2 separate regions of the Muntiacus reevesi genome follow, and region 2 is linked to region 1. Evidence: chromatin contacts called from public Hi-C data. All regions are on one chromosome and are shown on one strand. Each heading gives the region's core, a stretch centred on a gene start, on an enhancer-like site or on the middle of the called end of the contact. The rest is flanking DNA. Distances are from core to core; before and after follow the strand shown.

What was found. A called contact is a pair of places that touch in the nucleus more often than the background predicts.
Region 2: a contact with region 1 is called in a Hi-C map of blood, with 2.3 times the contacts expected there. The contact joins the promoter of JUNB here to the promoter of IER2 in region 1. A contact is called at or near these places in 2 of 3 Hi-C or Micro-C datasets (blood and muscle).

What each region holds. Positions count from the first base shown.
Region 1 is chr1:190,903,099-190,908,801 of mMunRee1.1, forward strand. IER2 (immediate early response 2) reads right to left here and starts at 3,759. Exons shown (of 1, transcript XM_065917636.1): 1 at 1,321-3,759. The coding sequence starts at 2,961. The coding sequence ends at 2,287.
Region 2 is chr1:191,205,526-191,211,128 of mMunRee1.1, forward strand. It overlaps JUNB (JunB proto-oncogene, AP-1 transcription factor subunit), which reads right to left and starts at 3,235. Exons shown (of 1, transcript XM_065917663.1): 1 at 1,401-3,235. The coding sequence starts at 2,937. The coding sequence ends at 1,894.

The sequences.
Region 1 (5,703 bases), core at 2,509-5,008:
CCCCCGCGACCTGGCGCCGGAAACCCCCAGGCGGCCCGGGCGGGGGCGGGGGTCGGCCGAGCAGCTTCCCGCGGAAGGAAGCGCCAGGCGGTTCCCTCGACAGGATGCGCGGTGATGCCCCCTCCCCAGACGCCGGGGACTTCCCGGGCCGGGTCAGGTTCTCGAGGGAGCTGCTCCCACGCGGACGCACTGAGCTACCGACAGTGGTGTGGGGTTCCAGTCCCCCCGCTACATCCCGTTGGGGAGTTGTGGGTCGATCCCCCAAGTGGGCGGCAACTGAAATCTCACATTTCCCCGGAGGGAAGGCTGCGGAGGAGGCGAGATTCCCTTGGGGTGAGGGGTGGGAGGTGGGGTTAGGAGGGAGGAGGCTGAGGGACTCAGGGAGACAGGAGCGCGGCGGGTGAACCAGCCTGGAGGGGAGCCAGGGGCGGGCGTTCTGGGGCGGGGCCGCCCCTCCACCGCGCCCTCCTCCTCCTCCCCTCCGGCTTCGGGGTCAGGTCCCTCGGGTCTCGGGAAGCCCGCGGTGGCGGAGCCGGCCGTCTGGAGGCGGGGCGGGAGCTTTCCCAGAGCCTCCCGCCGTCCTCACTCCCCGCACCTGCGGCTCCTTTGTCCTCCCACAGCCCCCACCCCCACCCCCTGGGGCGACGCCGACTGTCACTCTCCTGAACCGGCGTGGGGAAATTGTCAGGGTTTTCTCTCGGGGTGGCGAGCCTGGGGACGGGGTGGGGCCAAAGCCAACGAGTGCTCCCACGGGTATTTCTAAACCCACAGCCTCGAAGGGAAGTTGCTGGCGCCCATTTCGCGTATGAGGAAACTGAGGCTGGAAGCTCAGGCCCTTGCCTGAACCACACACAGTTACACTGCCTGAGACTGGAACTGGGCGTAAAAGGGCGCTCCAAAGCTCACCTGTCCAGCCCCACCCCAATCCTGGAAATCTTGCCGATTCAGTTAATCAAGTGGGGGGAGGGTAGCTATCCTTCTATTCGCCAAAGGAGGCCGGATACCCAAGTCGGTTAGGGGCACTGTACCCAGCAGTATCCCCCAAACATCTGAACTCAGAAAGCCACCCAGAGTTGTAGGGAGGGGGTGTGTGTCCAAGATCAAAGCCAAACGTGCGACGTTTAAGGAAAGGTCGGAGCGCCAGCCGCCCGGCATACAAGTGATCAGGCAAAGAAAAGGGGTCGGCCCCTTCCCGCCCACTCTGCCCACGTGGTAGCGGTCAGACCGGTTTCTGGGGCCCCAGCAAGCCGCCGCCAGCTCTTGACCCCTTAACCCTGCCCCTCCCCCACCAGGGAAGAAAACCAGACGGGCTGCGCAGACTTTGTATACAGTTGGTCTTTATTTTCCTATCTGACAAAAAGGCCAGATAGAGGGAGTTACCAAAATCCACCAGTAAACAGAACCCCAAAACGCCCTGGCGAGAATCTCCCGCTTCCCCCAAACTGGCCCAGTCTCGCCAACCACTGATCCCAGCTCAGCCCTACAGCGCTCTGAGCGCCCCTCCCCCCATTTTTGTGATTCAGACCAGGAACGTCCGGGTTGATTGTGCCTGTGGGTCTGAGGGTCAAGCTTGAGACGGTGAATAACATCCCCACCTCTAACGCACCAGATGAGAAAAAATTTTAAAATGAAATTAGATCAGCCCTCTACCTCCGGAGGCGTAGGGGCTTCGGGCAGTAGAAGGCGCAGTGACTCAGGCCGCCCTCCTCCCATTCCCCAGGGCGGTCCACACCCCAGGTCCTCCTCCCGGCCCCCACCCACGCAAGGCAGCAGGAAGCTCCCCAAGTCTGCCCCATGACGCAACGATGACCGCTTGCACAAGTATGTCACAGGAGGGGGAAGGGGAGTGCCTGGAATTCTCTGAAGTTGGAAACGCAAACACCAACGATTGAAAAACCTTACTGAAAGGGCAGCATAGCTCCCAGTTAAAAAAAAAAGGTCCGACCCTGAGGAGTTTCAAGAACCAAGCCTCCCTTCTCCCAGTTCCAGAAGGAGTCGGTGAGGTTCACCTCCCAGTCCGTTAAAACAGCACCGATGGGAGCAGCAGGTCTGGCGGGAAGGCGCCCGCGCCCCCGGCTCAAGCTCCTTGGCGTCGCTGCTGCACACAGGTAGCGATGGCTCCCCGGGGGCAGAGTCCCTCTCGGGGCCTCTGGGCAGCCCGGGCGACGGCTCCTCTCCACGGCTTGGGCGAGCGCTCCCCCGGGGGTGGGCCTCGCCTCGGGTCTGCGTACTCTGGCCGACGGTTCGGCCCGCGCTATGGGGTCCGGTAGCGCCGCTCAGGAACCCTCAGAAAGCCACCACGGCCCGCACCAGCACGTTGAGCATGTTGTCCGCCGGGCGGCAAGCCGGCTTCGCCTCGCATGCCGGGGACGCCGTCGGAGAGCTGGCAGCGGGACTGCAGTTCAGGAGGCCGGAGAAGCGCCTCTGCAGGACGCGCGCCAGGTTGGGGAAGGCGCCCTCCGCTTGCGCCGGAGGGGGCTGCAGGCGATCAAGGGCCTCCGAAGAGGCCCCTTCCTCCTCCTCCTCTTCTTCTAAGCGGGCTTTCTTGCTCGGAACCAGAGCGGCGTCCGCACCATCGCTAAGGCTGCTGCTCCGCCGCTTTCGGCTGATTTTGGCGGGGCGCTGGACACAGCGGGCGGGGGCCTCCTCGGCTCTCGGTGCCTCCTGCGTGTCCATGGGTTCCGGAGAGGGCTGCTCACCGTCCCCGGGAGCTGCCTTGGCTGCGGCTTCAGCTTCCCGAGGAGGGTGCAGGCGAGGGTCAGGGGAGCGGACGGGCGGCGAGGACACCTCGGGTTCGTGGACTCCCACCTTGGCCGAGAGGTAGAGCTCCCGGGCGCTGCGCATTACCAGCGACAGCTGCAGGCTCCGGTGCAGCCGCAGGCCACCGCGCTGCATTCGCGAATGGTACATCTTCCACACCGACAGGGTCATGATCCGTTGCGCCTCTTTCTGCACTTCCATAGCTGCTCGACGGCGACGGCGAGGGCGGCAGGGACTCCCGGCTGGGCACGGCAGGTGGCAGGTGCACTTCGGACAACGCGCTCGTTCACGCCACTCTCAGCAGGACAAGCCACGCGGAGACACTACCAGGACGCTCTGCCCCGGCGCCCGCCACCCGGACCCTTTTGTACCCGGAGTGAAGTCACCGAGACGCCCCGCCCAACCAGAGAGCCGCATCCGGGCTTTCCGCGACGCCTCGGCGAGAGACTCCTTAAAGCGACAGGGTGGAATTTACTGAGAGAAGAAAAGGGACCCGAACTCCTGAGAAGCGTCCCCCCATCCAAGCTGAACTCTCAGGATGGTCTGCTTTCTCAGGGCCGCTCACTGAACCCGCGCGAAGGCCCCGGAGAGGGGGGCCGTGGATGGGGCTCAGGGCCCCCCACCGGTTGTGTCTGGAGACCCCAGCGGGTCGTAGGCTGCACGTTTCCCTTCGGACCCGAGAAAACTTGGGTTCCAAACGGTAGAGCCCCGGTGGGAACTGTCTACCATCTACCAGGAGCCTAATTAATGTTTGTGGGTTTTTTTAATCAATAATGGTGCTGACAATTATTAAGCACTTGCTAAGTGCCAGGCGCTAAAGGCTTTCCTCTCATAAACATCTCATTGATCTCTCACTTGCACTTCATGGAGGGCTAGTTGTATTTTATTTCTTTAGGCGGGGACACCGAGGCACAGCGATTCGTCCAATATTTGCTAAACGAATACTTGAGTCACTGCGGTGAAAGGGGACCAGGGGAGCCTCCAGCACGCCTGTCTTGCCAGCGTCCGCCCACCCTCCTCACTCCCCTTGTTTGGAGACGGTAAGAAGGCGGGACACACTGGCTGGCTCTAGGGCAAAGTTGCCCACTCCACAGGAGGTGGATGTCTGCAGACAGGAGCGCAGCCCAAGCTACTGTCTCTGTGCTCCGCATCGAACATCCCTCTCAGTTTCCCTCCGCACGAAATCCACCGTGGGCGTCCATACCCTAAGGCGGAGGACCCGGCAGCAACACAGCCAGAGTGAGCACGTGGCTGTGGCCCCCCAAAGGACGCAGCCGAGCTCCGCCTCTGCTCCCGGGGAGGCGGAGTTGGATTAGGACTTGGAAACTGAGCAAGGCAGAGATAGAGCAGATGGATAGAAAACAGCGGCCCCACCTTCTGCTACGCACTAAGGTTTCAAGATATATTTCCAGTTCTTCAAAACCCGCGGAATTGTTCGAACAGCTCCCTTCATTCGTGGTGTGGGCCCTTTAAGGGCAAGCTCCCCCGCCCCCTCCACACGGGTGCGCGAACCTTCCCGCCACTCTGTCAGCCATACTTCCACAACTAAATTTGGAAGTAGTGACGTAGGGCAAGAGCGAGCCGCTTCCGGATGCCCTTATAAGGACAAGGGCCAGGATCGCGGGTACGTGACCGTAGCCGGCCTCTTCCGGATGAGCGGGGGTGGTGCCTTAGCCTCCCCGCACGCCCCTCCGCTCTCCCTCTACCGGCAGCTAGAGCTGGCTGGAGCCCCCGGTTTCCGGAGCCTCGTGCAGCGGGGTCGGCGGAGAGTGAGAGGAAAGTTTTGCTTCTTTCCCTCCGGAGGCCAGAAAGGTGTGACACCTCTCCGGGAAAGTACCCTGCCAGCGGGCTTGCACTGAAGCCATCTCCCAGAGACCTACACACACAGACCTTGCCAACACAAGTAGCAACTCCCTAAGGACCTAAGGGTCACTACATTCCTGTCCTCGCCACCCCTCCCATGGAAACCCTCCCAGACCCCCCTTTCAACTATTTCTGCACCTCCACCAAACTCTGATCTGCACCTTTGGAGCATGCTCAGATCCTCCAACACCCAACCCCGGCACAGGGAAATTCAGCAAGTATTCTCTCGTCTATAAGAATTCTCCCCAAACTGTCTCCATTCCACAGCGATCCTTCCACATATTACAGCAACCTGCTGAGGACGCCCCCATTTCTTGTCCCTTCCTTCCCTGAAACTTCACAACGACATCTCCAGCTCTGATGCTCTCTCTGACGCACAACAGGGGCAACCCTCCAAGGACTTCAGACGTCCCGCTCCAGAAATCCGGACCCTACACAGGAGACAGCTGCTTCCCTCCTATAAAAAAACTGATTTTCCCAGCGACCCCACATAGAAGGGCTCTGTCACATAGGTGGCAATCCTATGTGTCCCTCTCCAGACTTTCCCGGTCCCTCTTCACACGCTGAGGACTTCCTGCAGACCATTCTCAGAACCACCACCGCACCCCTTCCGGCGACCCCAAGGGTCGCACCCAGAAAGACCTCACCACCACCACCCCTCGAAGCTTCTCTAGGGCCCCTATTCAGGACCAACCCGCCCCAGGGCGATCTCGAGGCTTCCCTCCTCCGCAGGAAAAAAAGATGAGGGGAGAGTCTCCCTCAGAACTTCATATAGAATGCCCGCACTTCACCCTGCCCCCAAACCTGCCACTCCACGACCCTGGCCTGGGACCATCTCCCATCTCCTAGGACAGGATTTGGGTACAGGCTCAAGGAGTCCATAACGACGGCCCACAAATGAATGAGCCCCTTCCCCAGCCATAATCTCGCCTGTTTTGAAGGAGACATTATGTACATTGCTCGGAAGGGAAAACTGAGGTTGCGCAGCAACAATCCGAGGGGCTGGGTCTCGAACCGAGGGATTCGGAGCTCTTGAGTGGAACCCAGTGAGATAGAACTAGGACACTGCTGGGGACCGAG
Region 2 (5,603 bases), core at 1,985-4,484, 300 kb after region 1:
AAGTCCTCGGCCTTGGAATTTTATCTATCCTCCTCCACAAGGCCCTACGTGGTCTTCCCTGACCTCATCTCCACCTCCGTGGGTTCACTCCACTGAAGCACAGTGGCTTCTTGGTGTTCTTTAACAGGCTGATCTTGTTCTGGCCACAGAAACTTTGCATGTACTATTCTCTCTGGCAGAACTCTCTTACTCAGGATTTTCTCAGGGGTCAGCTGAAAAATCGCCTCATTAAAGTTTCGTGTTCCCAATTTATTCTCCAAAGCAGCTCACCTCCCCTGTTCCATCACGACCATTGTGACCAGTTGTTTTTTTTTTTTCCCTCTTCCTGGCACTAACCACCATCTCCAAATCATGTTTGCTTGTTTATTGTCTGTCTGCCCTGGTCCAGCTAGTGACTCCAGGACCGGGTCGTTCAGTATTTTATAAACAAATTAGTGAAGCGTCTGTTCTACCGCACCTAGGCCCTGTGGCCTGGTTTCTCAGTTTGTGTTTTTCTCTGCTGTACTGGGGGCTTCCAGCTCCGAAGCCAGCCAGATCCCCATCGGGGCTCGCCAGCCGCCCTCCCACCCGTCCTAGCTGCGGGGGAGGCAGCCCCGTGCGAGGGCGGCGGCGGCGCCCGGCGGCCCGAGCAGCCGCCCCGGCAGGACCAGACCTGGCAGTCGCCCCGCTCCCGGCCTGGCACCCGGGAGGGGAAACTGGCAGGCGGGCACCGCCCTTCCTGGCGGGGGTGGGGAGGGGATCGCGGTGGCAACGACGCGCAGGCAACTGCATCCCCTCGCCCGGGTCAGGTCAAACGCAGCGGGCGTGGGCTGGGCAGGACCCAGGGGCCAGCCCGGTGGGGGAAACTCTGGGGTGGCTCCTGGGGCTCTGGAGCGCGGCCCGCCCACCGCGGACGCTCTGGACCCAGGCCTGGGGCTTTCCGGGCCTCGGTAGCCGCCAGCCTGGGAAAATCCCGGCCCCCTTCCCGGCGCCGCAGCCCTGCCCGGCAGAGCGGGGGAGGGGATTCCCGGAATCTGCCCGGAGACCGCTGTCGCGTCACTGGGCAGAATCGGCCCATGTTTGGACAGCGCTTCCGCAGCGTCAGCGGGGAAAGCCCCGGAGCGCGCGGCTGGGCGGTGCCGCGCCTGCGCGCTGAGCGTTTCGCCCCAGGCATCCTGTCCCCTGGCGCCGGGGGTGGGGTGGGGGGGTGGCTGGACTGTGTACCCACCCTGGACCTTTCAATCCGGGAGATCAGGAGACGCGAGAAGGGTTGGATACCCGGGCTGAGGACGCAAGATGCCTGAACAGAACTGGCGAGGTTGACAAGGCTACAGGATCAAGCCACAAACAGCCGTGGGGTGGGGGCTGTCCAGTACTCCCCTCCCTCCGCCCGCCCGGCTTGAAAAAAAAGACAACAGAAATTAATAAAGAACTTTTTTTTTTACTTAAATAGATTCAATAAAAAGGACAATAAACGAACTCACACATAAACAAAGCTTAAAATAAATCCTTTAGAAACCGACTGCGTGTTTCTTCACAGTACGGTTCAGAGGGGGGAGGGCAGGGGGCGGGGGTCCCCTCCCCAGTATCCCCGAGGACTAGAGTACCGGGCGGCGGAACCAGCTCCGCCGCAATCGCCCCCTCCTCCCCTCCCTGTTAAATACACAAATATATTATATTCAATATGAATTGAGTTCTGCAGAAAAAAAAATAAAAAAAAAAATAGTGGAAGGGGGGCTTGTAAACGTTGAGGTGGAAGGACTGGGCGCAGAGCGGGCGAGCAGGAGTCCAGTGTGGTTTGTAGCGTCCTCAGGCCCCAGGGCCAGTGCCCACCGCCTGCCCCCTCGCCCCATGGGAGGCGTGCGCCCAGCCGTCCAGGTTGGGGAAATGTCCGTACGGGGGATAAGGGGGCGCTCAGAAGGCGTGTCCCTTGACCCCAAGCAGCAGTTGGCAGCCGTTGCTGACGTGGGTCATGACCTTCTGTTTGAGCTGGGCCACCTGCTCCCGGAGGAGGCCGGCAGTGCTGGACAGCCCCGCGTTCTCCGCCTTGAGTGTCTTCACCTTGTCCTCCAGGCGCGCGATGCGCTCCAGCTTCCGCTTCCGGCACTTGGTGGCCGCCAGCCGGTTTCGCAGCCGCTTGCGCTCTACTTTGATGCGCTCCTGGTCTTCCATGTTGATGGGGGACACCGGCGGCGTGGCATCGCGGCTGCGCGCCTCAGGCACGGTCTGCGGTTCCTCCTTGAAGGCGGAGGCGCCACGGCCCAGGCCCAGCTGCGCCGGGTGGCCGCCGGCGAAGGGCGGCGCGTGTGGGAGGTAGCTGATGGTGGCCGTCGGGTAGGAGCTCCCTGTCCCGACGGCGGCCCCGGCTCCTCCGGAGGGCGCAGAGGCCGGAGAATAGCTGCTGAGGTTGGTGTAGACTGGCGGCGGCTCCGGGCCAGCGTAGACGCTCCCGGGCCCGGCTGGGGGGCCCCCGCTGGCGCCCAGGGACACGTTGGGGGGCGTCACGTGGTTCATCTTGTGCAGGTCGTCCAGCGCTTTTACAAAGCCGTCGGCGAAACCTTCCTGCTCCTCAGTGACACCGCCCCCTGCGCCCCCCGCACCTCCACCGCTGCCACCCCCGCGGGGGTAAAAGTACTGTCCCGGGGGCGTGGGCGTCGTCGTGATCACGCCGTTGCTGTTGGGGACGATCAGGCGCTCCAGCTCCGATGAGGCTAGCTTGAGCGACGCGCCTGTGTCCGAACCCTGGCTGGAAAAGTAGCTGCCTCCGCCGTTGCCCTCTGGGCCGGGACCCCGCGCACCGGGTGCTTTGAGATTTCGGTAGGGGTCGGCCAGGTTGAGCGCCAGGCTGGGTTTCAGGAGTTTGTAGTCGTGTAGAGAGAGGCCGCCCGGGGTCCGGCCGTATCCCGCCGCTGCGTATGAGTCGTCGTGGTAGAAGGGCTGTTCCATTTTAGTGCACATCCGGGCGGCCCGGGCGGTCTGAGGGGGTCCCTGCGGGGCCGCCCCGGGCCTCGCTGCAGGGAGCCGCGCGCAGTCCGCGGCTCTGCCTGTATCAGGTGTCTGTACGAACGTTCCTGAGGGCTGGCACTGGTCGGGAGAGGCCAGTCGGAGGCTGTAGGAGGAAGCTCTGTGCGGCTTCTCGAGCCCCTCTGCCCCTCTCTGGCGCGCTCGTTTTCTTGGTGTCGCTTCCCCCTTGCTCCCTGCTCCCTGCTGGCTCCGGTGCTGGCCTGGCCGTGCTCAAGGTCCCGGCCGCTCCGCCAGAGCCACAAGCCTTTATACCCCGGTTGTCAGCCGCGGAAGTGCGCTCTGATTGGCTGTCGCCCGAGCCAGGCCCCCGCGCCCCCCTTCTGGAGCGTGGGGAAGGGGAGGAGGCGGCTCGCGTCATTGTCAGGAAGCGCGTGTCCTTGTAAACAGCGGCCACGGGCTGGGTGGCTCGGAGCGCCTGCAGGGGGAGGGGCCAGAGGACCCTAGGGTGCGTGAGGAAGGGGGTGCTGGGGCGATCCGAGGCACACCGGGAGAGGTTTCGGGGAGGGTGATGATTTCACCGATACAAGGGATACGAGGAATTGGTACTGAGCAAGTGTGTGTATGTTGGGGGGAGGGGGTGGTCCCGGGATGCACACGGAAAGGCCTGAGTGATCTGGAGTCTTTCAGAGGTGCTGGAGGGCTGAGAATACACTGAGAGACCCCGCAAAGGAGAGACAGGAAGGTTAAGCAAGGTAGATGGGGAAGCGGGGGAGGAGACATCTGACTCAGAAACTGAGTGGGGGTCCAGAGTACAGAAGGGTTGAGGGGCTGAATTTTCCCAGGAGGAGCTGAACCCGGGTAAGTAAGAGCGATCAAAAGTGCACCTGGGAGAGGCTGGAGGGTCCACTATGCAAAAAATGAGTCGGGGTCCTGGAGCCCACCGGAGAGAGACAGAGTCCCCCACACGCGGGAAGGGGAAGGAATTGAGAGAAACTAGAAATGCATAAAGTGAGTGAGGATCCTGGGGTACACTGAGGCAAGGAAAATACGTGGCGTAGAAGACTGGGATACTGTCAGAGGTTGGGGGTCACTGGGGTCATCTGCGAAGCCCCAGTGAAGGAGAGAATTAGAAGGGTCGAGGCACCCTTTCAGAATTGAGATAATATTAAGAGGGTCCCCAGTTGAGACCTGAGAGAAGGAGGGGTCGGGACCTTCCATGATCGGCTCCCCCTCTCGTGGGTGCCTGTATACTCCCCACCCCAAAGCCCTCCCCTAGTGACCCTGAGGTTGACCGACACCGTGTCGGCTCCTGGTGCCTAGACCCAGCCCGACGGCTGGGGCGCGGTCGCCCAACCCCACTCCTTCCTTAGAAACAGGCTGGGGAAAGAGCGCCGCGGCAGGAAGTGTGGCAACAGCCCCGGGGGACGGAGCCCGGCCCTGCCTCCGTCACTCGAATCCTACGGGACCAGGAGCCCCGCCCTGTGTCCGGCGGGGTTCAGGGCCTCGTAAGAGGAACCTGAGCAGGCGACCCCCGAGGAAGCCAGGGGCGCTGAAATAGCCCAGCTGCAGAGGTCTCCAGTCACCGATTCCCACCCCAGGAATGGTTCAGTCCTCGGAGCCCGCAGGGAATGGCGGAGGCTGGCAGTCCCGGACGATTCCACCGGCCCGAGGGAGGGGGACCCACCAAGGAGCGGGGTCTGGTCGCCATGGCAACAGGCGGGAGTCCGCCGGCCGGACTGGGGGCGGGACGGCCCCCGGAGTCTCGCCCCGACGCCCATATAAGGGCACAGGAAGGGGTGGGGCTAGCACTGTCCCGGGGCCCAGGCCAGGAGCCGGCCGCCCCGGTATCTGCCAGGTCCCAGGGCACGCCCGGGCCCCCGGACGGCTAGTCCCGACCAGCCCCGGCCGCCGCCCCCGGGGCCCCCACGGCCGCCTGGCCCGGCCCCACCCAGCCGCTCTGAGGCCGCGTCCTGCCAGGCCCTGCCTGGCCCGACCCAGCCTGGCAGGTCCCCGCCTGCCCGCGGGCCTGGGTCGGACTTCGCCCCCAGCCCGACGGGCGAAGAGGGGGCGGGCCAATGCCTCGAGGCGACCCCGGCGCCTGGGCGGGCTGACACGGCTGCCTCTTACCTCTAGCCGGGTGCCCTTACTTTCTGCCAGGAGGTCTGGCACATACATCTGTAGGGGCTGCGGTGGCCCCTCCTTCACTCATGTGGGTGAGGGGCCCTACTCCTGTTTTAGTATGGGGGCTCCTCACCATCCAGAATACCTAAAGGGGGATCCATTCCCTCACCCTAGGTGTCGCCCTCATCTGAGGGAACACTTTCAGAGCCCCTTCCCCAGGAATAAGTGAAGGTTTAGATGGTGAGGCTTCGATTTAGACTTAAAGTGGAACTTTCAAGCAGATAGGATACCAGCCTCTAGAACCAAAGATGAGCTCAGGCTCTCAGAGAGTGAAGCCTCTATCTTTGGGGAGATAGCTGGAAGTTTCTTTAGGGCAGAGAGAGGCTGGGGGAGAGGGGCTAGCCAACCTTTACAGGTCAAGCACAGAGTTCACCAAGTGTGGAGGAGAGAAGCAAAACGAAAGAAGGCAAAAGAGAAACAGCTCTGCGGGGGCTGGGGAAGTCCAGCAGAGCAGTGGCGCGTTGGGGAGGAAGGTCCCA